2 separate regions of the Mus musculus genome follow, and region 2 is linked to region 1. A link is a contact called in public HiChIP or PLAC-seq data. All regions are on one chromosome and are shown on one strand. Each heading gives the region's core, a stretch centred on a gene start, on an enhancer-like site or on the middle of the called end of the contact. The rest is flanking DNA. Distances are from core to core; before and after follow the strand shown. Region 1 overlaps Pkib (protein kinase inhibitor beta, cAMP dependent, testis specific). Region 2 has its middle 42 kb from the start of Smpdl3a.

Evidence for each region. HiChIP or PLAC-seq counts read pairs in DNA pulled down with a chosen protein or histone mark.
Region 2: a contact with region 1 is called in an H3K27ac HiChIP or PLAC-seq map of bone marrow-derived dendritic cells, with 2.4 times the contacts expected there. The contact joins two enhancer-like sites. A contact is called at or near these places in 1 of 15 datasets of contacts at CTCF or cohesin (large pre-B cells), 5 of 484 Hi-C or Micro-C datasets (the AML12 cell line, bone marrow-derived macrophages, cortical neurons and 2 more), 4 of 115 datasets of contacts at active chromatin or transcription factors (bone marrow-derived dendritic cells, bone marrow-derived macrophages and embryonic stem cells) and 2 of 9 other capture datasets (adipose tissue and liver).

What each region holds. Positions count from the first base shown.
Region 1 is chr10:57,718,133-57,724,178 of GRCm38.p6, forward strand. All of the region lies in intron 3 of Pkib (protein kinase inhibitor beta, cAMP dependent, testis specific), which reads left to right. Among named protein-coding and RNA genes, the nearest start is that of Fabp7, 64 kb to the right of the region's middle. Within about 2 kb of position 3,584, at least 17 of the 459 cell types and tissues checked have an H3K27ac peak or open chromatin away from gene starts, as enhancers often do. A contact at or near this core is called in bone marrow-derived dendritic cells, where this site is marked.
Region 2 is chr10:57,833,385-57,839,430 of GRCm38.p6, forward strand. No RefSeq gene overlaps it. Among named protein-coding and RNA genes, the nearest start is that of Smpdl3a, 42 kb to the left of the region's middle. Within about 2 kb of position 2,212, at least 12 of the 459 cell types and tissues checked have an H3K27ac peak or open chromatin away from gene starts, as enhancers often do. A contact at or near this core is called in bone marrow-derived dendritic cells, where this site is marked.

The DNA.
Region 1 (6,046 bases), core at 2,334-4,833:
TTTCCCACTCTCTCCCTACCTATTCAATATTCAGTTTGAGGGAAGTACTCGAAATCCTAGCCAGAGCAATTAGACAACAAAAGAAGTTCAAAGGAATACAATATAGAAAGGAAGAAGTTGGAATATCACTATTTGCAGATGATTTAATCTTATACTTAAGTGACCCCAAAAATTGCACCAGAGAACTCCTAAACCTCATAATTTCTTCAAGGTAGCTGGATATAAAATTAATTTAAAATCAGTGGCCTTCCTCTACTCAAAGGATAAGCAGGCTGAGAAAGAAATTAGGGAAACAACACCCTTCACAATAGTCACAAATATTATAAAATACTTTGGTGTGATTCTAAGTAAGCAAGTGAAAGATCTGTAGGATAAGAACTTCAAGTCTCTGAAGAAAGAAATCGAAGAAGATCTCAGAGGATGGAAAGATCTCCCACGCTCATGAATTGGCAGGATTAATATGGTAAAAATGGCTATTTTGCCAAAAGCAATCTACAGATTCAATGCAATCCCAATCAAAATTCCAACTCCATTCATCATAGAGTTAGAGCAATCTGCAAATTCATCTAGAGTAACAAAACATCTATGATAGCGAAAACTATTCTCAATAACAACACCATTACATACACTAGCAAGATTTTGCTGAAAGGACCCTGATATAGCTGTCTCTTGTGAGGCTATGCCGGGGCCTAGCAAACACAGAAGTAGATGCTCACAGTCAGCTATTGCATGGATCACAGGACCCCCAATGGAGGAGCTAGAGAAAGTACCCAAGGAGCTAAAGGGGTCTGCAACCCTATAGGTGGGACAACAATATGAACTAACCAGTACCCCCCACCCCCCAGAGCTCGTGTTTCTAGCTGCATATGTATCAGAAGATGGCCTATTCGGCCATCATTGGAAAGAGAGGCCCATCAGTCTTGCAAACTTTATATGCCTCAGTACAGGGGAATGCCAGGTCCAAGAAGTGGGAGTGGGGGATGGGTTGGGGGAGGGTATGGGGGGACTTTTTGGATAGCATTGGAAATGTAAATGAAGAAAATAAAAATAAAATAAATATGAAACTGAAAAAAAAAAGAACCTCTGGTGGAATCACCATTCCTGACCTCAGCAGCACTACAGAGCAATTGTGATAAAAACTGCATGGTATTGATACAGTGACAGGCAGGTAGATCAATGGAATAGAATTGAAGACCCAGAAATGAACCCACACACCTATGGTCACTTGAACTTTGACAAATGAGCTAAAACCATCCAGTGGAAAAAAGACAGCATTTTCAACAAATGGTGCTGGCACAACTGGTGGTTATCATGTAGAAGAATGCGAATTGACCCATTCTTCTCTCCTTGTACAAAGTTCAAGTCCAAGTGGATCAAGGAACTCCACATAAAACCAGATACACTGAAACTAATAGAAAAGAAAGTGGGGAAGAGCCTTGAGGACATGGACACGGGGAAATTTCCTCAACAGAACACCAATAGTTTATGCTCTAAGATCAAGAATTGACAAATGAGACCTCATAAAATTGCAAAGTTTCTGTAAGGCAAAGGACACTGTCAATAAGGCCAAAAGGCAAGCAACAGATGGGGAAAAGTTCTTTACCAATCCTAAATCTGATAGGGGACTAATACCCAATATATACAAGTAGCTCAAAGAAGTTTATAGAGTCCAGAAAACCAAATAACCCTATTAAAAATGGGGTACAGAGCTAAACAAAGAATTCTCAAGTGAGGAATACCAAATGGCTGAGAAGCACCTAAAAATGTTCAATATCCTTAATCATCAGGGAAATGCAAATCAAACAACCCTGAGATTCTACCTCACACCAGTCAGAATGGCTAAGATCAAAAACTCAGGTGACAGCAGATGCTGGAAGGGTAGTAGAGAAAGATGAGCACTCCTCCATTGTTGGTATGATTGCAATCTGGTACAACCACTTTGGAAATCAATTTGGGGGTTCCTCAGAAAACTGGATATAGTACTTGCTACCTGAGGACCCAACAATACCACTCAACAACACCAGAAGATGCTCCAACATGTAATAAGGACACATGCTCTGCTGTGTTCATATCAGCTTTATTTATAATATCCAGAAGCTGGAAAGAACCCAGATATCCCTCAACAAATTAATGGATACAGATAATGTGGTACATTACACAACGGAGTACTACTCAGCTGTTAAAAACAATGAACTCATGAAATTCCTAGGCAAATGGATGGAACTAAAAAATTATTCTGAGTGAGGTAACCCAATCACAAAAGTACACATATGATATGCACTCACTGATAAGTGGATATTAGCCCAGAAGCTCAGAATTTCCAATATACAATTCACAGACCACATGAAGCTCAAGAAGAAGAAAGACCAAAGTGTGAATACTTTGGTCCTTAGAAGGGGGAGCAAAATACCCATGGGAGGAGATACAGAGATAAAGTGTGGAACAGAGACTGAAGGAAAGGCCATCCAGAGACTGTGCCATCTGGAGTTCCCTCCCTTATAAAGTCACAAACTCAGACACTATTGTGGGGGCCAACAAGTGCTTGCTGACAGTTGTCTGATATAGCTCTCTCCTGAGAGGCTCTACCAGTGCCTGGCAAATACAGAGGTGGATGCTCTCAGACAACCATTGGACTGAGCACAGTTTCCCCAATGGAGGAGCTAGAGAAAGGACCCAAGGAGCTGAAAGGGTTTGCAGCCTGATAGGAGGAACAACAATATAAACCAACCAGTAACCCCAGAGCTCCCAGGGAATAAACCACCAAGCAAAGAGTACACATGGAGGGACTCATGGCTTCAGATGCATATGTTGCAGAGGATGGTCTAGTTGATCATCAATGGGAGGAGACCCCTTGGTCTTATGAAGGCTCTATGCCTCAGTGTAGGGGCATGCCAGGACCAGGAAGTGGGAGTGGGTGGGTGGTTGAGCAGGGTTATTGGGGAGTGGATAGGGGGTTTTCAGAGGGGGAAGCCAGGAAAGGAGATAACATTTGAAATGTAAATAAAGAAAATATCTAAGAAAAAATGGGAAAGAAAGGTGGCTGAAGGGAGCAGACTGTGTCTCATGTCAGTAGATGTTGCTTCCTCTTTGTGGCTTGTGGGATGTTGCAGGGCTTGCATGTGTTTACATGGATAAATAGCTGATCTGTTGTTACCCAAAGAAGCAACTGTCTTGCATCTTTTACCATGTTTAGAGGAGGTCTGTGCATTCAATGCAGAAAACTACAAAATAAGTGTCTCTACCAACAGAGAACTGGAGAAAACTAACATAAAGTATAAAGATATTGAGAGCTAGAGAGAGAAAACCTTGCCTCCCTTCTCCTCTCCTCTCCCTTCCCCTCCCCCTCCTTTTCCATGGGAGTGTTCATTGCTGAAGCCTCACACATGCTAAGCCTTCATTCTATCACCAAGTTAAGTCCTTAGCCCCTAAGTATCAGCTGAGACCACTATCTTTCCTTTTCTCTTTGCTTTTGGCCAAGAAAAACACTCACTTCCCAAAACATACTTTTTAGAATTCCTTTTTGCTGCTGTTATTCTAGGTATTTGTTTCCCCAGACAGTCTGACTCATACTGCTCTTCTAAGCACTAAGTTAGCGGGTAAAAAATTTATTTGACATGTTGTGCACTGAATAAGTAGTGGTTTCAAGCTGGGCGTGGTGGTGCACGCCTTTAATTCCAGTACTTGGGAGGCAGAGGCAGGCGGATTTCTGAGTTCGAGGCCAGCCTGATCTACAAAGTGAGTCAAAGTGAGTTCCAGGACAGACAGAACTACAGAGAAACCCTGTCTCGAAAAATCAAAAAAAAAAAAATAGTGGTTTCACTGTGGGAAGTGACAGAGAGGGATCAAGAGATGAGAAAAGAAGGAAACTATCCAGCTGTTTATATTCTTAGCTTCAAGTAAAGACATCTACAGAAAGGCTGGTGTGGGAAACAGCATGCATTGTATAGTATATAGGTAGAGAAGCTGTAAGATCTGTTTGTAGCTACACTTTCAACAAAGAAACACACCATTTTCTAGCATTCTCCTAAGTCTACTGGGATTTTTGTACTATGTATGTATTATACACTGTTATGTGTATATGTGCATACATTATGTATGTATGTATATATGTATGTATAAATCTAGTACTCTGTTTAGCTTGAACATCTTACTTCATTTGTGCTTATACTTTACCCTCCATATTTTGGAGACTGCAAAGCAGCTGGAGCGCATGCATATATGACTGTATTATGGCCTTTTGTTAAAAGCTATATTTTCAAGTAAGATCAAGTATGTTCAGGGCAATACAAATGGCATTACCTCATTGGGAATGCGTGGCTTCAGTAGAATCTTCTAAAGTTCAAATGGTTCCAGCTCTTATAAGCAGCACAGTTGATAAAGCAGAACTCAGATAGAATCCTCTGTTAATTCTGAAAATGATGACGAGGTGGCTTTGCTGGTGAGTCAGCTACCTTGGTTAGCAAACAGTCATGTAATTAATTTTTTAAGCTTGCAAAATTTAAAATGCCTTGAAGCTTATCTCAGTCTGGTTTCCCTGGGTTGTATTACTTCCTCATCTTCCTATGAACTACGTTTTTAAAAATCTCACAAAGCATTAAAAGAGAGCAGTTGTCTTTCTATGTTTACCACTCCTTACAAAATATAAAAAGGCACTACTGCCCAGAAAAAGAGAAATAAAATGGCTATTTAGGGAAGGGAGAAACATTCGCTTCGTGATTTGCTCTTTATATGCTCAAAATAGTAATGCTACTAGGACCTTTCTGTGCTAGAACTGTCTGCTGACTCAGTTTGTCTAGCTTCAATCTTTCTATATTATTAAAGAAATATATGTTCAGTTTTTAAACATTAAAATGTATCAAAGGAACTGAAAGCTGGTTGATATGGTCCATGTTCTGTCTGCAGATCCCAAATAGGCCTTTTTTTCCTTTGCATAAAATCGAAGTGACTCATTATTTATTTTCTTTTTGTTTCTACAATACAAATATCACTTTTACACTTCAGAAACAGATTATGGACATGCTTCTGTCGGTAGAGCTGACACTTTCTCCTTAACCTAGCAGTATAAAATTAATAGGATGATGCACACAGTTTATTCACATTTTCACGATGGACTTCTCAATTATGTCCAATGCTGCAGGGAGCCTGTTGCCAGAGAATGCAAAGCCCAATGCTAAAGCAGAACCAAGGGCCCTGCAACCTCTCTGTAAGCCAACAAATGTTGGATCAGAAAGACAGAGAGCTTTTCACCAAAGAACCCCCCATCTTCCCACCATTCTGAGGGCTGAGATGACGAGCTCTCTGGTCTGTCAGTAGTGGGTATCTTGGTCAGCATGAGCCCCAGGATCTGAGATGAGCTGGATGCAAAAAACTGAGAAACAATTCGCATTCTTCTACATGATAACAACCAGTTGTGCCAGCACCAATTGTTGAAAATGAGCATCCACTTCTGTGTTTGCTAGGCCCCAGCATAGTCTCACAAGAGACAGCTATATCAGGGTCCTTGCAACAAAGGCTTGCTAGTGTATGCAATGGTGTCATCGTTTGGAGGCTAATTATGGGATGGATCTCTGGATATGGCAGTCTCTAGATGGTCCATCCTTTTGTCTCAGCTCCAAACTTTGTCTCTGTAACTCCTTCCATGGGTGATTGTTTCCAATTCTAAGAATGAGCAAAGTGTCCACACTTTGGTCTTCGTTCTTCAGTTTCATGTGTTTTGCATATTGTACCTTATATCTCGCTATACTAAGTTTCTGAGCTAATATCCACTTAAAAGTGAGTACATTTCATTTGAGTTCTTTTGTGATTGGGTTGCAACCACACTTTTCTATAGTCGTCCCCAAAGACAATGGTGAAATTGAAGGGTTCCATCCAGGTCACAGAAAATAAAATTGTCTTTTATACATTCAAAAAAAAAAAAAACTGAGAAACAGCAGAACAAAGCCCCAAGAGGAAGGCGGCCAGATTACTGGCTCTCTCCTCAGACTTCCAGCTCGGATTAATTACTCAGTAAGATCCTCGTTACTGAATGTAGCTGACACACTTTTAG
Region 2 (6,046 bases), core at 962-3,461, 110 kb after region 1:
ATGCCCAGAGGCTAAAAATACTAATCACTGTTATCTCAAGGTTATCAGACTCTTGTTTTATGCACATTTCCATCCTTGTTATGTAATCGATTCTTTATCTTCTACTAGCCATATTGGTTTTGATCGTCCTCAACACTTACCATCTCACTGTCTTCTTGCCCTCTTCTGAATACTCGTATTCACAGATGGTTGAACCCTTACCTCCCAAAGTGAAATGTCTAGTCTATTCTCTTAAATAACATTGTTTCATTTTGTGCTGTTCCCAACTTCGGATTCACTCAGGATCAAAGGATGAAAAGTATATACAGAGTGTGGAAACTAAAAAAATTTATGATTTATATCTTTTGCATGACAAACCAGAGTGACATGGGAGTTCATCATTACTCAGATTGGAATCAAATTTAAATTTCTTGGCTTTTAATTTTGGGGATTTTCTGAAATATTTGGAATTTCCTATTTTGTATATTCGCTGAGAGGCTTACTGGAACTGAAAACATGCACGAGAAGGAACTACTAGACCATAAAAACATACAACCCAGAAACAACCAAATGGCTATATGGTAAGATCTGGGGACAGGATCCTGATGTAGCTGTCTCCTGAGAGGCTCTGCCAGTGCCTGATAAATATAGATGTGGATGCTCACAGCCACCCATTGGACTGAGCACAGGGTCCCCAATGAAGGAGTTAGAGAAAGGACCCAAGGAACTGAAGGAGTTTGCAGGCCCATAGGAGGAACAACAATATCAACCAACTAGTACCCCCAGAACTCCCAGGGACTAAACCACCAACCAAAGAGTAACGTGGAGGGCTACATTGTCCATCTGCATCTGTAGCAGAGGATGGCCTTGTGGGACATCAATGAGAAGAGAGGCCCTTGGTCTTGTGAAGGCTCCATGCCCCAATGTAGGGGAATCTCAGGACAGGGGAGCAGGAGTGGGTAGGTTAGTGAGGAAGGAGGGGGGGATGGAATAGGGTAGTTTTCAAAGGGAAAATGGGGACAGGGGATAAAACTTGAAATGTAAATAAAGAAAATATCTAATTAAAAAATCTGGGGAGAAGCAACAGAACCCCTTAAAATGCACCATGTTCCCAGCATGGTTCTCTGAACTTCATCTTCTGCAGTGATGATGGAGACTTTATATCGGGACTATCAGTCAGGATTCTCTAGAGTCACAGAACTTATAGAACAGCTCTATATATTCCCATAATCAGCTTCCAAATGCTGACACCATTACATACACTAGCAAGATTTTGCTGAAAGGACCCAGATATAGCTGTCTCTTGTGAGACTATGCTGGGGCCTAGCAAACACAGAAGTGGATGCTCACAGTCAGCTATTGGATGGATCACAGGGCCCCCAATGGAGGAGCTAGAGAAAGTACCCAAGGAGCTAAAGGGATCTGCAACCCTATAGGTGGAACAATAATATGAACTAAACAGTACCCCCCAGAGCTCGTGTATCTAGCTGCATATGTATCAGAAGATGGCCTAGTAGGCCATCGGTGGAAAGAGAGGTCCATTGGTCGTGCAAACTTTATATGCCCCAGTACAGGGGAACGCCAGGGCCAAGAAATGGGAGTGGGTGGGTGGGGAAGTGGGTGGGGAAAGTTGTGGGGGACTTTTGGGATAGCATTGGAAATGTAAATGAAATAAATACCTAATAAAAAAGAAAAAGAAAAAAAGAAATTTATTGGGATGACTTACAGTCTGCAGTCCAAATAACCCAACAATGGGCAGCTGTGAATGGGAAGTCCAAGAATTTGGTAGTTGTTGCTCAGTTCCACAAGACTGGGTGTTTCAGCTGGTCTTTTGTATATGCTGGAATCCTGAAGAAGTAGGTTGCAACAGTTGTGCTGGAAAGTAAGGGCAAGCAGGCAAAGAAGGAAGCCTTGGGGTGAATGAGAGGCCTGAGGTTTCTCATCCTCTAACCAGTTTCCTTCCTTTGAGAGTTGCCAAATATCACCACATTGACATAACCTCAGCTATGTCTGAAAAAAACTTTTTTTTGAAAAAGATTTATTTGTTACATGTAAGTACACTGTAGCTGTCTTCAGACACCTGAGAAGAAGGCCTCAGATCTCATTACGGATGGTTGTGAGCCAACATGTGGTTGCTGGCATTTGAATTCAGGACCTTCAGAAGATCAGTCAGTACTCTTAACCGCTGAGGCTTTCACCTTTATGATCTCATACTACTTTGGAAATTTCATGACCTTTAGTTTCACATCAGGAACTGGGGTAAAGACCAAATAGATAGTCTTTATTATGAATTAGAAATCACAACTTCTCACCCCGTACTTCCAAGTTTGCTTGGTAAGTTAATTTGGCTATGAGACTTGAATATAAGAGATACTCTTCCTTATGTCTTACATCTTCTCACTTGCTCTCTGATACATCTACCAACTTGCAATGAACAGAGATCTATGATAGAGACATATAGCAAAGTGACCACTGGCAAGATTAGGCTAGGCAAAGTTGAGTTCCTTTCAACTCACTGACACATAAGTTAGAATAATGAATTTATCTTACTCTAATAAATTGTGTTATATCAACATAAATTAGTGACCCATATAATAGCTAATAAATAACACCATATTTCTATAATTTTGATTACTTGCTTACTATTAAAAATGGCAATTAAGAAAATATCCATGTCATGATTTTCAATACTTAGAATATTAATGTCACTGTGGTGGTTTAAATGAGAAATGTCTCTCAGAGTACACAGATATGAATGCCTATTTCTCAGCAGACAGTACTGTTTGGAGAAGTAATGAGTAGGTGTGGCTTTGTGGGAAGAAGTACATTACTATGGGTGGGCTCTGAGAAGTTATAACCTCACCCTTCAATTTTTTTTTTCTGACTGTGGTTGAAGATTTGTCCTTTCAGCTTCCTGCTGCCATGCCTCCCCTCCTATCTTCCTCTGGAACTGGAAAGCAAAGTAAACATTGTTTCCTAAGTTACTTTGGGTCATAGTATGTTATCACAGCAATTGAGTAACCAATACACTCACAGACCATAAGAATAAATTATGTACCTGTTTTTGTTGAATAGAAGTTTGGGTGATAATATTTAGCCTGTACTATGCTTGAGTTAAAATGGAATAAACTCATAAATTTAGGAAATGAAAATGATGAGACACCCAGACTTACTAAAAAACAAAGAGCAATAAGGCTGGATTGATGGCTTAGATAGTGCAGTGCTTTTCTCACAAGCAAAATGACCTGAATTTGGATTCCATAGCACCCATGTAAAAAGCAGGTAAAACGATGTGTATTTATAATTCCAGTGCTGGAGACTGGTGGGTTCCTGGACCTTGTTAGTAACTGAGAAGTCTCACCAAATTGATAAGCTCCAGGTTCAGTGAGAAGCCCTGTCTCAAAAAATAAAGTGGAAAGTGGTACCTGATGAGCAAACACACACACACACACACACACACACACACACACACACCTGCCCATGAACACATGAAAACATGAACACGCTTACACACAAAAGAGACATGTATTAGTGTTGGTTGGCTTTTTATTTCTTTAACAAATAAATGAAACAATCAACTTATACAAAGAGGAAGTCAACTTTAGTTCACAATGTAGACATTCCAATCCATGGGTTAGCCCTGTAGGTTTTGGGTCAGTGGGAAGAAAGTATATTTGAGTAGGGGTGCATACTAGAGCAAGCTGTTTTTAAGGTGCCTGGAAAGCAAAACAGAGAGTTCCAATAATCTTTTTTGAGGTCATACTTCCAAAAACACATAGGCCTCCCACCAAGGCCCCCAAATGTTTTACTACCCACTAATTGCACTGAGCTAGAAACCAAGATCTTGGGCCTTCAGCAATCATTCGACCATTCTAAACAAATGACATTTCAAAAATCAATAATGGCATCAATTCATTATGGTCTTCATAGTTCCATTAAAAATGGAGAAGCACTAAGGTGTCTATCATTTCACCCATCTCTATCTCTATCTCTCTACCTCTATTATATCTCTATATATCTCTAATCTATATCTATCTCTAATTTATCTCTATATCTATATCTACACCCACCTGTACCTATTTTTGTAAAGCAAAAGGGACTATAATGGTTTGATTTTCAGAATTCTGTTCAGCAATCTCCATGTGAGGTGGATGCTTCTGTGTTTGACACTGATATCCACAAGTGAATATAAAATTAGAAATACTAGAAAATGATGGATCCCTAAAACATGAGCTTAGGCAAGGTCAGATGAATCAATGTCAGTTATTGCTCCCCTCAAAATCATTGGTAGGGAAGTCCTGCAGGAAAAGCTGATGTACATTACCATGAAGCAAAGCGCATGCCTGTCCCAGGGACTGGAGGCGCTGAACAGGATGTAGAGATAGTGGATCAACTGTGGAATGGACTGTGTATCTGTGCCTATGAGGTGAGCCAGCAGAGAAGCAACACAGTACATAAAGTAGAGAGAGATGCTATTTCATTGCTGCCCTCCAGTTTGCACAAGAGGCTCAGGAGAAGTACACTCTCATAGAAGTCCAGAAAATGGATTCTTAGAATAGTTCAAGCTAGCCAAGTTGACAAATTATAGATCCACTAAACTTCATATGCATTTACAAGAGGTTTTTCTCTCCTTTTTTTTCTCCCAGATTTTAAAATGTTGATTATTGCAGGATATTTGATCACAAATATTGAGATTGTATTGTTTATAGGAACAATTTGCTTCTAGTTGTGGTGTGTCTCAACCTGAGCACACACACCTTTAATCTCTGTGGCTGAAATACAGACACAACTTTAGTATACATCCTTAAGCCCAAACAATGAAGATAGCATTAGTTTGTGGAAGGAAACACCCCTGTTTGAAAGTGGTGTCAAATTGAGAGACAGACAAAGTGATGAATGAGAGAAAGATTTGACAGAATAGGATATGCTCAACTCTCATGAGAACAAACAGAAAAGAGGCTACTGAGGAGAGAGGTGTACAAAGGAGAGAAGGCAGTTTTACTAAGACAGCTGTACAGAGATAGGTTGCAGAGGGAGAACAAGCTAGGCACAGGTAGAAAATGCTAAAGAACGAGGAGCCAGAAGGTTAGAACAGATTGCCAAAGTTAGTTTAGGGCCAAGCCAAACAAAAAGTCAGAGGCAGGGAGAGAATCCAGATTGAATCAGTCAGCTTGAAGAGGAGTTTGATCCAGAACAGGTGATTTGATCAGCTAGCCAGACTTCAGGAAAAGCTAGGAGTGAGGTTATTTAGCAGTAAGTCTCATAAGCTGAAAAAATTCTAGGCCTGGGTAAGATAGTACAGAGGCTAGAAGCTTCCAGGACTAGGCCTAGATTAGAAGATGGAGCCAGTAAGCCTCTGAGATGACAATTGTGTCAGGTATATAAAAGATGCTTTTATAGTTGGCATGGTTTAGGACATGCTGCCCCCAATACTGTCACATGTGAGAACCGAACAGAAGCATGAGGTCATGGTCATCTACTCCCTTGCTTTTCTTCCCTCACATAAAGTCTCACTCCAGACCCCCCTCTCTACACTCAGGAGGACGATACAGATTACGAATGCTCTGAAGGAGCCCTTGATACGTGTTTTCCAATTTTCCATTATTATATTATATTCTTTTCTTCAATCATTTTTATGAAATTCTCTTAAAACCTATTATAAGAATTTCACAGATTTATTTGTGTGAGTGTTTAGTTTTTAATGTTCCTTGTCATGGAAAACATTTTAAATAAGTGTGAATGTTTTTCTCTTGTTACTACATTTTCTATTAAAACCAAGTGGTAAGGGAGGAAAGAAATCTTTTCTTTTACTATAGTTTCAGCTACCCAGTGTGGAACCCTTTTGGGTGTCTTTGTGGAGAGAACCTCAGCTGAGAAATTGACTTCATTAGATTGGGCTGTGGTGTGTCTTTGGAGTTTTTGTTGTTTGTTTGCTTGCTTTTGTGTTTTGTTTTGATTTTAGCTAGTTGATAGAGAAGGAACCAGCCCCCTGTGGGCATCACCATCCCTAGGCAGGTAGGCCTGGTCTGTTTAAGAAAAAACAGCTGAATGTGAGTCTGGGAGCAAG